3 separate regions of the Rattus norvegicus genome follow, and regions 2 and 3 are each linked to region 1. A link is a contact called in public Hi-C data. All regions are on one chromosome and are shown on one strand. Each heading gives the region's core, a stretch centred on a gene start, on an enhancer-like site or on the middle of the called end of the contact. The rest is flanking DNA. Distances are from core to core; before and after follow the strand shown. Region 1 holds the start of Nrn1 (neuritin 1). Region 2 overlaps Lyrm4 (LYR motif containing 4). Region 3 overlaps Tpi1l2 (triosephosphate isomerase 1 like 2).

Region 1 (4,501 bases), core at 989-3,488:
CTGAGCTACATTTAGTCTTTCAGTGCGGCCTTCTCACACAAGCCCTAAAGCCCCTGGTTCTGAGTGAAAAAGGATGTAATTGGGAAGATCCCAGGGCACCCACAGAAAAGGTCCTAGAGGGCCCGATGAGTGAACAGGAGGGAGGCAAGGACGTTGAGGGCACGAAATGTAAATCCCCTGGTACTCAGGCTCAGGAGGACTCAGCTCAGAGCCACGGACGGGGGTGTTAGAGGGGAAACCCGTGTCCTGTGCGTGGAACCCTGAAGGGACAAGCGAGTACTGGGAAGGGCTTCCAACCTTGAGGTCCCGCCCCTAGCCAGCCCCTTCTCTACCATTGGAGGGCGTTGGGGGAGGGTCCGAGGGACGCCCCCCACTCGCCACCCGTTCTCGCCCCACCTCCACCCGCCCACCTTTTCTGCTTTTCTGCGAGCCCAAGGAACACTGGGGCAGGAAACTCCTGGAGCTGCCACTGGGCCCCTGGACACCGGGAAAGTGCGCCCCCGCTGCCCCGCCCACCTACCCTGGCGTCACCGGGGCTGAGATGTGGCTCCGCCCCTACAGACCAGGCGGCCAGCCTCGGGTTCTGCGGTTCTGCAGAGCTTCGGGCTTGGGTCCCCTCGGTGCGCGCTTTCCCAGCTTCTCGGGGCAGCAAGGCCCCCGAGGTCCTCCTCAGTTCCTCCCTCCACCGCCTGTCATCTGACCCCAGTTTTGCACCCTTTTCTCCCTTTCTCAGTCCGCGTGCACAGATGGCTGTGTGTGGTTCCCAGTGCAGGGGCTTCGGAAGGCAAATTAAACGGAGCCCCCACCTCCCTAATCCCCTTTCATTTCTGCCACTAACTTGATAGCCTTACGTGGTGGCCCTGAAGTCTTGTAAAATATAAAGGGTTCTTTTATTTTCTCCTTTTCGCTTATCTCTTCATTGTCTTAAGTAATACATCTGGCCAGTGAGGCCTTCAACATTTGACTAAAGTCGCTAGAATTCAGGCTGGTGAAGAGGGTGTGGTGCATTGCAGAAAAAGGAGGGGGAGAAAAACTTAATTTCATTTAAGAAGTAGCCCTGATTATTTTTCCATCTTTCATGACCTACCACAGGACCTTGCACAAACACAGCTGAAGAGATATTTCTTTCTGCAGTGTGTGCTGGGTCATTCAAAAAACAGCGCAGGTGTGTGTGGATCTGGGTGTGTGTGTGTGTGTGTGTGTGTGTGTGTTCGTGATGGACGTGGGTGCGTGTGTGGACATTTGAGTGCGACCCTACAAATGACCCCAGGAGACTCCCAGAAAGGAGCTTGCACACCACAGCTTGCCTTGAAAATTTCCTAAAGCGCTAAGAGTTTGTAAATCACAAGAATCCGAAATTTGCCTTAGCCTAGACTTCTTGCCCAATTGCCTTTCCACACCCCCACCCCCAAATAGGTGTCTCTGTTCCTTGTATAGAGGCCCTTCGGGCGAGTGAGCGTTGCGAATAGTGAGATTCACAAGAGGGCACGCGGAGTCTATTTCTGGGGCCCTGTGTGTGCAGAACGAACCCCCGGGACCTGGGCGTGTACGCGCGCTCGCGTGCAGTGTGCGGGCGAGCTCGGGGGCGCTCGGCTCCGCTCCCGGGCGTGCGCTTTTGTGAGTGTGTGCGTGTGCCGGGAACCGGGTTGTGTGCTCACGCGCTCAAGGCTGCGCCTAGAGCTCAGCTGCAGGGCTGGAGAAAATGAGGGTAGGCAAGTCTGCAGACAGCTGAGGGCGAGAGAGGGGTGATTCGGCTCGGATGAGTCTCTCCCTTCTTCCCACTCCGGCCTGAAGCTTCTCAAACCTCTCTGCAGGGTGGGAAGTGTCTGGGTTCGTTGTGGCGCCAGTGAAGGAGGGAGCAGGTTGAACAATCGAGTGGGCGCGCTAGGACTCCCCGGCTCCGGGCGGGGAGAGGAGAGGGAGCCCCGATTCTGCGCAGGGAGGGGGCGGGGCTGGGGGCCCCTGGAACGAGGAGGCGGGGGTGGCCACCGGGATGAGAAGAGGTCACCCCAGAGAGGCGAGATTTCATTGAGATCGCACATTAATTGGAGATATCTGATTAATTCCAGAGTCTTATGACTATAAATGGTGATTCTCTACCAAGGTGTCTATATTAAAAAAAAAATCAATCCGTGTCATCCCCCACGTCAGGCCTGTTCGTGGGCGTGAGGCTGTACTTCCTCCGCCCCCTCCTAATGGAGTGAACCATTCCCAGCTCCCCCCCCCCCACAGCCTCTCACTCTCTCGCTCTCTTTCTGTCTCTTCCTCGCTCCCTCTCTTTCTCTCCTCCCTCTGCCTTCCCAGTGCATAAAGTCTCTGTCGCTCCCGGAACTTGTTGGCAATGCCTATTTTTCAGCTTTCCCCCGCGTTCTCTAAACTAACTATTTAAAGGTCTGCGGTCGCAAATGGTTTGACTAAACGTAGGATGGGACTTAAGTTGAACGGCAGATATATTTCACTGATCCTCGCGGTGCAAATAGGTAAGTGGCCGCCCGGTAAGGCTCGGTAGGCGGCTGGAGATTGCCTGCCCCAGAGGCGCCTTAGGGGACTTTGCTGGCCGGCAACAGCCTCTGGTTGCAGAAAACCCTGCAGACTCCCGGGATCCGGGTATTAGCTCTTGGGGACTCTGGAGTCCTGGTTGGGTCTTCCTAAAGAAAGAAATTTCTTCTGCAGGGAAGTGTGTGACCAGCTATTTTCCAAGGGGGGTTTTCCCCTTTTTCTCCAAAGCGCACATCCATTTTTTTTTCTCTCTTTTCGGGGTTGAAACAGGATCTGAGCGCTCGTAGCATTTGTCCCATGTTATACTGCAAGATACTATCTTGAGGGGTCGGAACGTGAAGGCAAGAATAAGATGCCTAGGCAGCTGAGGGCTGAAAAGTTTATATGCAGAAAGCGAAGATATTCCAAGGCTGCCCTCAAACTGCAGCATTTAGAACTTTGTCCTTCCCCCGCCCCTCCCCCTATATCCGAGCTGCAGCGTTTGCTCCCGGCACCGCAGACTACTCTGAGAAGGATAAATCAACCAAATATGCACCGATATACTTTTTCAGGCTCATGTGTGTCTGTGATTTTACATATTACCATCGCTAGTCTTTTTATACAGGAAAGGGCTTTACCGTGTTTGCAATATGTCTTTTCGTGTGTTTGTCATTTTTGTTTGCGGCTGTTTGTGGATGGATTGACTTAGTCCCCCATTTTATGTTAAGGAATGTCGAGTCTCAGCTACACTGTTGGGAAGCTTTCTTAAAGTTCATATTTTTTTTCCATCCAATATGCAAATGCTTTAAATACTAGTGAATTTGCTTGTCTGATACCGGATTGGAACATTAATTAACGTAGCTGAAAAGTGAAAGTAAAGCAGTTTATTAATAGAATGGACAAAAGGAAAAAATAGAAACTCTCCTGTGGTTATTCTGGAGATGGAGAAAGCTGTTATCGTGCCAGGATATAGCATTCTTTACAGACAAATCCTTGCAGAATTTCAGGGGCTCTTCAGGGAATTTGTGTGGGACAGGAGACGGGGATGCTTAACATTTTTTTCTTCATAAGAAATGTAGAGGAATTGGGGCTCCTGGAACATTAAAACTGATTCTTTCCATCGGGGTCCATATGCATTTGACATAATCTTGAGAATTTGATTTGGGGGATTTTTTTTGATTGTTTGTTTATTGTTTTGCAGAAACTGGGGTCTTGCAAAGCAAGGAGCATGCAGCAGGATGTTGGCTTTTCCTTTAATTTTAGGAAATGACTTAATGCGTTGTATCTGGTGGTTTTGTGCCTTTGACATTAGTTCAAAGAGCTGCAACCATCATAGGACATGGATCCCAAGGGCAGCAAATTCTTTAAGTATTGGAAATGAGTGAGCATGGCATTTTGTAGTTAGATGACCAATGTTCACAGATTAAGAAAAAGCGAGTGTTTTAAGATAGGGGATTCACCTGGAGGATGTTTAGAGACTCTGTTTCCTAATGGGTGAAAATAGAATATAGTGAAACAGTGATTTGCAGGAGGGATTCATTTGATTAACCTCGGCCTGAAAAATGACCATCATTTTCATAGTGGAATTAAAATGTATGTGCCCCCAAATGTCTACCCCCTTTTTTTTTTTGCATCAGAGCTTCAGTCTTTATTAATTCATAGATGGAAGCTCTCCCAAATTACTGACATTTGGCAAGAAGCGTGGGGGTTGGGGAGGGGCGGGGAAGTAGAGGATGAGGAAGTTTGGAATGAATGAGAGAGATCCAAGAAATGAATGAGCAAATGAAAACCGCACTGGATAGGGATGTAGAGGAGACGGGTCGGCTGCCTGCCTGGGGGTTACAGAAACCAGGTTCAGAAAGGACCGGGAACTCGACCGATGTGCTCAGAGGCTTATGCCTGCAACCTCTGTCCCGCGCACTGCTTCCGGCTTTCCAGTGCAAGCTTGATTTCTAGAAGCCACAATTGCGAGACACAGAAATGTTCCCGAATTCGTATTTTACACACGCTCACACACATGCGC
Region 2 (4,501 bases), core at 1,493-3,992, 710 kb after region 1:
GGATTCTAGCCAAGTCCAGCTAAGTGACTTATTGGGTTTATTAGGGTTATTTACAGGAGCATGTGTGGCATAAGCAGCTACTCCATGAAGAAGTCCCCAGTCAACCTTATAACTCCCATGTGCTCTAGCCCGCTACTCAGCCAGAGCAGGAAAGAGCCATAGGCAAGTGAGATCTTCCTACTTGCCCACTCCTTCCACAATCAACCCTGTGACTCTGTGTATTTCATTGCCATGCCTGTAATCAGTTGTATGTAGGTCACCACAGCAGCTCTGTCTAACCCAGAAGAAAGTGCTTCACTACAGTACATAGCCATTATTTTTATGGGGTACAGTATGACATTTCAATACATATGTATCATGTGTAGTTTTTAAAAGCATGGTTGTGTCCTCTAAAGGGAAGTAAAGATTTTCTATGGGTCCCAACACTAGTGCCCTCTACACTAGTTTTGTTAGCAGTTGTGTTGCAGAACTGTGCACAAGCCATTCCCTAGGCAACTACTCTGTATCAGTCAAAACTGATGGCACAGGGCCATGTGGAGACTAGATTTCCCTGGACACATGGGAGACTTGAACATTCTAGCGCTTTGAGGGGAGAGTGGAAACAGAAAGAGAACAGCCTAGAACAGGTCATCAACAGCATCGTCTACCAGAATGGGTCCATCACAAGTGGTCCAGGAGCCTGTGTTCAGCACATACAGCAGGAATTGCCTGGAAGCAGGAGTGAAGCATGCACTTGATTTTGAATCCAGCCTCTCCCTTACTGGTTCTGTCACCCTGCACAAGACCTCAGCATCTCACTTTGCACTGATCAAAATGAAGAGCACGGTATCTCTTTTAGAGGATTTTTGGCGTGATAAATACTATACCTAGCACAGGCCGTGTTCTCAATAAAGTCTAATCCTAAGGACAGGACATAATCAAGGCAGCCTCAGCAGTGTCCAGCATTTGTTCTAGGACTGAAGAGGGTGGGAACTAACAAGCAGTGGTGTAGGAGTGTGTGAGACACCCTGTGCTCCAGCCCAGAGAGGCGGACAGAATACAGTGTTGGAAACACCATATGCAGTAAGAGAGAATCAAACTATTTCAGGCAGTAAAGCGATAATACTAAATGTATATGTTAGAGAAATTGCTGTACCAGGAAAATGCAATTGTAGGGAGTTGATAATGAGGCATAATATCCAGGTAGAAGACCTGCAAGAGCTCTGAGAGTTGGCAGAAGGGATGATGGTGAAAACAAAGGTGGGTGGTAGGATCATGTACACGCTGGGCTAGGGGTCAAGAAGGAACTCGGGTCAAGCAGTCAGTACCATGAGAGCATTATTTGTGAAGCCATGGGGATAAATGAGACCAGAGGTAGTCCTGTTTATTCTTATGATTATTAATAAATAATATTTATTAAAGACGTTGGTGAGTTTCTGGCGCTCTATAGCACTGCCTATTAGTATGCATGAGGAATGTTAGTATGAAATGAATTTTCTGCTTCTTCTCAGCCATTTCTCCTGTGATTTTTTTTCCCCCACCTATTGCTTTTCCTGTAGATGAAGCTTTTTTAAAAACTCTGTGGACAAGATAGTGTTCGCTGTCACTGAGAAATACCACAGCTATCACCCTCCCTGTCACAGTGATGAAAAGCAGGGGCAGGAGTTAGGAAGACTCTGGGTCTTAGTTCTCACCCATTTCAGTTCTGACTCCTAGGGATTAACCATAGAAAATGAAGGCATCCCTGGTCCTCAGTTTCCTCTTCTACGAAATGAGGCCAACAGCACGCACTGTGTAGAACAGTCAGTCCTACAAGCCCCTTCAGTGAAGCATTAAGAATGGCTGGGGTTCACCTGGCCTACAGGAAATGTCAGATGTTAACACTGATAGCCATAACTGTATTGTCTTTCCTTTGTGCAGACATTGTATATATGCAAGACTCTTGCCTATCAGTTAGCCAGATGTTTGAAATAGCATGTTGGTGTTTCCCACAGGGATGTACCTGATCTTCCCCTGATCCATAGATGCTCTCTCCCTGCAAGAAGAGAGAGCCTGACTTTTTGCCTCTTGTTCTAAATACAACATTTTTCCTTCTCTGGGAGCCTGTCCATTGAGCTTGTGGCCTGCTGTAGCATTTGTGACCACCACACAATCACATCTTACCAGGCACCAGGCTGACTGCTCCACACCAGTACTTGGCCAGATCCCGGCCTCTGCATTTGCATAGCCCTAACTCAGTGTTGTTGGGAACAGTGAAGCAATTTCCCAGCTCCTGCTGCTATGGGTAGCTGGGGTTCTCTGGAAAAGATGGAGAAAATCTGAAGAAGTTTATTTGACATGAGTCTAAAAAAAAAAAAAAAAGTAATAACCACTTTTCCTTGTGGAAACTGAGTCAGGCATTGCCTTTCCCAAGGCCAGGGTGTGACAGTGTGTTGAGAATGAAATTGGGGGACAGCCAGCATGGGGGAGGCCCCAGACGACTAAGCCTCAAGGAAACTGCCTGACAGGCATTTGCTTTTCCTCACACGTACTCGGTAAGCTGCTCTGAGGATGTGGTCACATCAAATCTCTCTCCCCGCCTCTAAGCATTTCTTTTTCTGGGGTATGGAGCAGCTCTTCAGGGAAGAAAAGCAATTTGATGTCAGGGACTCCTTTGAGCCTTGGGAATTAGGCCTCAGAACCTTGGAATTGGAGCTCAGCTGCTGCTAGAAAATACACTGTGAATGTTTTATTCAGTAATGCATATATAACATTGAGCAGAATCCAAATACATAAATCACTTATACAATAGCTGTTAAGAGCTACCTGCCAGCATTTCCTAACACACTGCTGGACTCACTTCCAAGGTCCTTTACTGCCATCTGCTGGCCAAAAGTTTGTTTTATGTTGGTAAATTTCTACTAGTTCATAACCTTATGCATAGTTTTTGAGATTCAGAATTTTCTGAGGCAAAATTCCCCCCTCCCGCCCCCAAAATGTACAAGTGCCTTGTTTTTTAAGAATTTCTGAGAGACATCCTAGCACTCTAGAAGTGTGACAGACAGAGAATGGCAACAGAGGCAGTTTCTCCTTCCTCCCTTGTTTCTCGGTGTGCTTTTTCTGAGCCATCTAAACCAAGGCCCCATCGGCCTGCATCGCAAAGATATACTCGGTGTATCTTAAAATGGGTCCTGCAGTTGTCACACTCCGCCTCCCTACACTCACCAATTACATCGATGAGATCAGAATCCTGAACATCACAGCAAAACCTACCGACAGCCAGCCACCAAGAGTCTTCTAGAAGTGCAAGTCTGGCCCCTTCAGTGGAGCCCCTGGAGACTTGAGCAAGTCACTAACAGATGTCGTTGGAGCCTCCTGAAGTGAGCCAGCATCGCCCCAGTGCCGTCCTGTACATGAAGTGGGAGCGCACTGGTCTTTGCTGCTCTGAAACATGCAGCATCTCAGCTCCCTGCAGGGCCCTGAGATAATGAGCAGGAGACACCTAAAATAATCCCTAGAACGAGTAGACCATGTTAAGCCACGCTAGAGCAGGATCCAAGGGGTGCTGTTAGAAGATGGCACTTGCTGTGCAGACTGACATATGAGGGTTGGGGGTGCAAATGCCTAGGTACTCTATAGTGAATAAAGACTTTGTAAAACAGAAAATGACTCTTAAAATCTGTGTGTGACTGTAGTACAAAAGAGATGTAACACTATCTTTTGATACAAAGGATGTTATTTTTCAAATTTAAAGGAGAAAAAATGAAACATGGCTTCTCATTTTCTCCAGCAACAGTAGAAGAAAGTGTGGAATGGAGGAATAGTAGAGGTTAAAATAACGGTGTAAGGTAGACTCTCATCCCAGGGATCTCATGTACACATCATTGCTGTATAATAAATGATCTATCTGATGGTGGATTGCAATGAGAATCTTCATTCATATCACACTCTACTTCTGCAAGTCAGAAATACAAACATGACTTGGAATACAAATACAACATGTTACTCCATGGTGACCAGAGACCTGAAAGCTGGGTCCCAGGTCCTCATGTTCACTTGTTAGGTAACTGATGCTGGCTGGCAGCTGAGGGACAGGCTGAGGATTTCAGCCACAACACACAAGCCTGGCTCTCCCTGTAGCCTGGCAGCTTCCCAGGTCTGGAATTCCAAGAACGGGCCAGGCAGAAGTCACATTACTTCCAGTGCCATGCAGTACACTTCTGCTGTCAGGGTGTAAGGTCAGCGTCATAGAGCCTTTGGGGCTTAACACTAGGGTCTCTGTGGAGGTTTAAGTCACACTGGGAGAGGGACATTTAGGGCACAAGTCTGTCCTTGGCAAAACCGTCTACAAGGCTTGTTTTGTACATTACTGTTGTCTCCTTGCACACACAGATAACCTCACAGATATGCCACAGGCCCTTGGTAGCCTCAGACCCATTTTCAGTTGGTTGGGCTAGTGGGGCAGCTTTAGATCCAAATCGCTCTCCAGTTTGCACTCTGACCAGGCCCAAGGCTGTCTCGACCTTACTTTCTTCAACCTGGA
Region 3 (4,501 bases), core at 963-3,462, 610 kb before region 1:
TTGGCCATCTTTTTGCCTTTTTGTTGCATTTTCTGGGAAGCTTATGTGAAATGTTGTTTTTCAATCTTTCCTTGTTACTAGCATTTAAATTTTTTTGTGTTTTTCAATCTTCTGACTATTCCCTTTCAAATATATATATACATATATATATGTGTGTGTGTGTGTGTGTGTGTGTGTGTGTGTGTGTGTGAATGCATTCAGCATTTTTATTCATTCTTCAGAGAAGTTCTTTTGTACATTTTCTTAGGGGCTTCTTCTCCCCCACCCCGTTTACTTGCAGTCAGTAGTTCTACATTGCAGGTAAAAGCAGATGCACTGAGTTTGGAAAAGATAAAAAGGTTTGTTTGTTTTTCTCCTCCTCAGAAGTAAAAGAGAATAAAAAGACTAGACGATGACACAACTACTTTAAGGTAGAAGAGCCAACACTGAGGAAGCGAGAGTGTCTGGAAAGTGGGAGGGTTTGCTTCTGAAATAGCCAAGTATTGTACAGACAAAAAGCCAAAGAGGAGAAGACAACCGAGAAGATCTGCAGTGCAGGAATCAACACTGGCTCACAATTAAGCTGCATTGCGGACTCACCTGAATCTTAAGATGTGCAGCCAGCCCCTTCAGCGACCACAGGCCACCTTTTCTTCTTAGACTTGGGTGGGATGCAGGGAAAGGCAGAAAGGTGCTTGCAGCCAGATGTTGGCTAGAGGGGCAAAGGGTAGAGGGACACTGAGGACAGAAGCACAAAGGAGCTGGGAGCTGGCCTTTCTATCCAGACCTGGTGAAGGAAAGAAAAGAGGACTGACTAAGGTAGCCAGGGAGATGCTACTGAGGATGGATCCCTATATTTAGAGGTAGTGTGAAGTCTGTTCCTCAGGCTTGAAGGAATGGAAACTTAGAAGAATGTAAGCACACTCTGAACACACGAATAATTCTGCAGTTGAGTTCCGGAGGGAGAAACACCTCGGGAGGGGCTGTCAAGTGACCAACTTAGATCATATAAGGAGTCCTGCTTCAAGGCTGTCAAAGTCATTGGCTCTTTTAGGTTTAAATTCAATTAATTCTGCAACGGGGCGAAACAGAAGGTATTAGTTCTAGGAAGAACCCTTGCTTACTTGGTGATTCACTCGTGAATACAGCAAAACTCAAAACCCGAGGAATAATGCATCAGGCAATACTAGTTCCGTAGCCAGCCAGCATCCCTCCCCTCAAGAAAACATTGCAGACCATGACATCATTCCTTCTGGTCTCCCTACACCTGCTCGAGTCCCTCGATTTTACCACCAGATGGCGATGTTGGCCTAAGATCTAGCCCATTCTCTAGTCCTGGGGAAGCCTGACCTGAATATAAAACTTTCCTAATCACCACATTTGATTCCCCCGCAGAACAGCACAAAAAACGCTGCGGATTCCAAAGAGGCCAACATGGCATCTCACCACATTGTATGGTCCGCAGGCCAGACATTTGTGCTTATTAAAGTTTGATTGCAAGAAAACAACTTTAAAATGCAGAGTCCAGGAGCGCACCCCCTCCCGCGCTTAGTCCCGCTTCCCGCTCCCCACCCCCCACCCACAGTCCAGCAATCTCGGACGTGGAGCTTTCCTGCAGCCGCAGAGGCAGGGCTGGCAGTGTGGCGCGGAGGTGGCAAGCTCCAGGGACCCACGCAGCGTCTGTCTGTGCAGTGCCCAGATGGCAGGGGCTGGAGAGGCCTCCAGAAACCTGCGACTTAGTGGCATTTCCCCAACTCTGGTTCCTGTCATCCTCCCTGGCCACCCCAGTTCTGTAGCGTTGGCTCCTGGAGTTCTACCCCATCCAGAACTTCAGGAGGGAGCTTGGGGCCAGGAAAGGTTGGAGGTGGTGGCATGAAAGTAAGGCCTACTTAGGAGGACCAGTCGTCAGGGTTAGAATTTTTACAATTACAGGGGATCCCAGGTGCCCACCTAATTGGTATTGCTTCGAAAACAGGTCCTGCCTTGTGTAGGGCAGTGTGTACATACTTTAATACATGGGTAAGGTGGACGCAGGCGCCTGTTTACAGAGTGACCCTCTGGCTGGCTCCCAGTAGCTTGTACCAAAAGGTCGGAGAAGGATTGTCTTTGGTCCCCAGCAGCCAAACCTCGGTGGTCCCGTCTATGCCTCATAGGGATGTGTTCATGGTTCATGCACACAGCCCAGCGGTGCAGTGCTCCCTGCTGGCCTGCGCTGGGCCCCCTCGAAGCGGCCAGACGGTGTGACTCACAGCGGGCTTGCCCCCGCCGAGGTCATCCACTAGGCGCAGCTGGGCCGCGGAAAGAAAGAAGCTGATGAATTTTTCATCGCGATTCCCTTGGCTGTCGATCTGAAGGCAGTTTCTGGGGCAGCAGCCATTAAGGACCTGTCTGTGCCAAGGACAGCCCCTCCCCCACCTCTCTAATTACTGATAGACAGGAGACTCGGGTCCCAGGTCCCCTCCTCCTCCAGGGCGTTTCCTGGTCCTTTTGGCTTTGTTTGATTTCGAAGCCTTGGGCAAGTGGGGAAGAAGGCAGGGTGAGGAAAAGCGCCTATCTAGTTTAAGTTTAATAGCATGTGTAGACAACCTACCTGCCTGGGCTCTGCCTGGAAAAGGAGCACAAAGATGCTCACACCCTGACCTCCAGGAACTTGCAGGCCTCTGCCGGGATAGGCTAACAAAATGGACAGGAAACAGTCCAATGTGGGCCAAGGGCCAGGTTAGTTGGGCTGTGTATTAGTGAGACCCGGGTGCAGGGAGAGACGTGGGGAAAGGATAAGTTGAAAGGAAAGGAGTCCAACACCTGGGCACAGGAAGAGGAAGAATGAGGGCGGGGTCTAACTTTGAGTTCTGGAGGGGAACAGAGGCACAGGGGTGCAAGGTGTGTGCGTTCCTAGATCTACCCAACACATGAGTAGGCCTATCGCAGATCGGAAGCTGGTCTTTTTTTCTTAAGCCCTTCTTTTATAAAAATTTGGTACAGATATATCAGGGGAAATCACTATCAGATAAGAACACTGAGGGGCTTTTTGTTCCTGAGTGGGTGTGGGGGGAGGGGAGTGGGGGAAAGAGGGAGGGCTGTACCAGATCTTTTTATTACATGGATTGTTTTTGCATAACTAAGTTAAAAACACACACTTAAATATACTATGCATACTGTTATGTATGGAGATGATCTAGAAATACAGGTTTTTTTTAAAGGTAATGCACATATTCCTAAATTTGGGTGAAATAATTAAAAATATTCACCCAGAGTTACAATTTTGCTATATTTCCTTATACTTTTTCCTTAGTTTTTTCCTGTGCAGACTTCATTTCATTGAGACCATGTATTCTTTTTATTTTTTGTGAGCACAGTCATTCAATAAACACTGACAAATAGAGATCATAGCAGGAAAATTCCCTTAATCTTAAAGTGGAGCAGGGCATAGTGGCTCCTGACTGAAATGCCCACATCTAGAAGGTGGAGGGTGGGGAACAAGGCCTTAAAGGCAGTGTTCTAGGCAGATCCCAGCTATGTGTGGTTAAAGGCAGAGTTTCGGATCTGGCTGAGTGGTATATGACTCTGCCTGAAGAAAGGAAAAGGTGAAAACATCTCAAGGTACCTGAAGAGGTTTCTCAGTTCGCCTCCCAATGCGGAAGTGAAACAGCTGGTGGGAAGGAAGTTGTGAGATCCAGCACTCCCAGCATCCTCCTCTGCACCCTCTCCCCGCCTCCTCCCGCCCCCCAGAGTATCCTCACCCATACTCATCCCCTTACCAACCTTTTTTCCTCAGTGGCTGTGCCTGGGGTTCTAGGACTGTGCAATTCCTTGCCACCTTCTACTCTGAAAACCTGTGCAGAACCTGGTAGTTTATCGCATGCTTTCCCGTTGTTTTGCTCGGTTTAATTGAATTAATTTTAACACCTGTTATACCTGCTACAAAGATCAAAAAACTGAGCCTACATTAGAGTTTCCCTCTGAAACGTTAAGTGGCCAAATTAAAGACAGAGCAAAAGCTACAGATTTTTTTTTCCTTTTTAAAGAAAAGGTGTTATTTGTGAACCGCGAATGTTTGCTGTTTGTTAAATTAGCTTTCACATTTAAAGCCACCAGAAAGACATTTTTATCAAATAAGAGAATGTGCCACCTGCTTTATTTCTTGGGGGAAAAACAGAGAGGGAGGGCTTCCATTTCTGGCTCTGAAGGAGGAGAGCAGAAAAAGCCTTGTACTAAAAAACCAAAGGCTGAATTAAAAAAGTATGAACTAGTAGCTTGAGAGCATCAGAGAGCCGTCAAAGAAGCAGGGCTCTAGAGGGACCAGAATGGCAGAGGAAGGCAATGCATTCAAGTGAGTCCTTCAGAGCTCCTCTTGTGCCCTGGGAGCATTTGCTGAGTCATGCACAGGCCTCTGGGGTATAGACTCAAAACAGAATGACAGCTCCTTGCTTGTCTGCGTCAAAAAAATTGGAGTTCAGGATGCAAGGTTGCCAGGACTTGATGGACCATAAACACAGAGAGACAGAAACCAAAGGAAATGGAG

Evidence for each region. Hi-C and Micro-C count contacts between places; a contact is called where the count stands out from the background.
Region 2: a contact with region 1 is called in a Hi-C map of frontal cortex, with 2.6 times the contacts expected there. The contact joins the enhancer-like site here to the promoter of Nrn1 in region 1. A contact is called at or near these places in 2 of 12 Hi-C or Micro-C datasets (frontal cortex and mammary epithelial cells).
Region 3: a contact with region 1 is called in a Hi-C map of the Rat2 cell line, with 6 times the contacts expected there. The contact joins the enhancer-like site here to the promoter of Nrn1 in region 1. A contact is called at or near these places in 5 of 12 Hi-C or Micro-C datasets (the A7r5 cell line, the Rat2 cell line, Schwann cells and 2 more).

Annotation. Positions count from the first base shown.
Region 1 is chr17:28,333,188-28,337,688 of GRCr8, forward strand. It overlaps Nrn1 (neuritin 1), which reads left to right and starts at 2,239. Exons shown (of 3, transcript NM_053346.2): 1 at 2,239-2,480. The coding sequence starts at 2,426. LOC120097730 (a long non-coding RNA gene) reads right to left here. Exons shown (of 3, transcript XR_010059462.1): 3 at 2,479-4,501.
Region 2 is chr17:29,038,214-29,042,714 of GRCr8, forward strand. The region is part of intron 2 of Lyrm4 (LYR motif containing 4); the gene reads left to right. Among named protein-coding and RNA genes, the nearest start is that of Ppp1r3g, 43 kb to the right of the region's middle. Within about 2 kb of position 2,743, at least 14 of the 93 cell types and tissues checked have an H3K27ac peak or open chromatin away from gene starts, as enhancers often do.
Region 3 is chr17:27,724,494-27,728,994 of GRCr8, forward strand. All of the region lies in intron 1 of Tpi1l2 (triosephosphate isomerase 1 like 2), which reads right to left. Among named protein-coding and RNA genes, the nearest start is that of Ly86, 34 kb to the left of the region's middle. Within about 2 kb of position 2,213, at least 26 of the 93 cell types and tissues checked have an H3K27ac peak or open chromatin away from gene starts, as enhancers often do.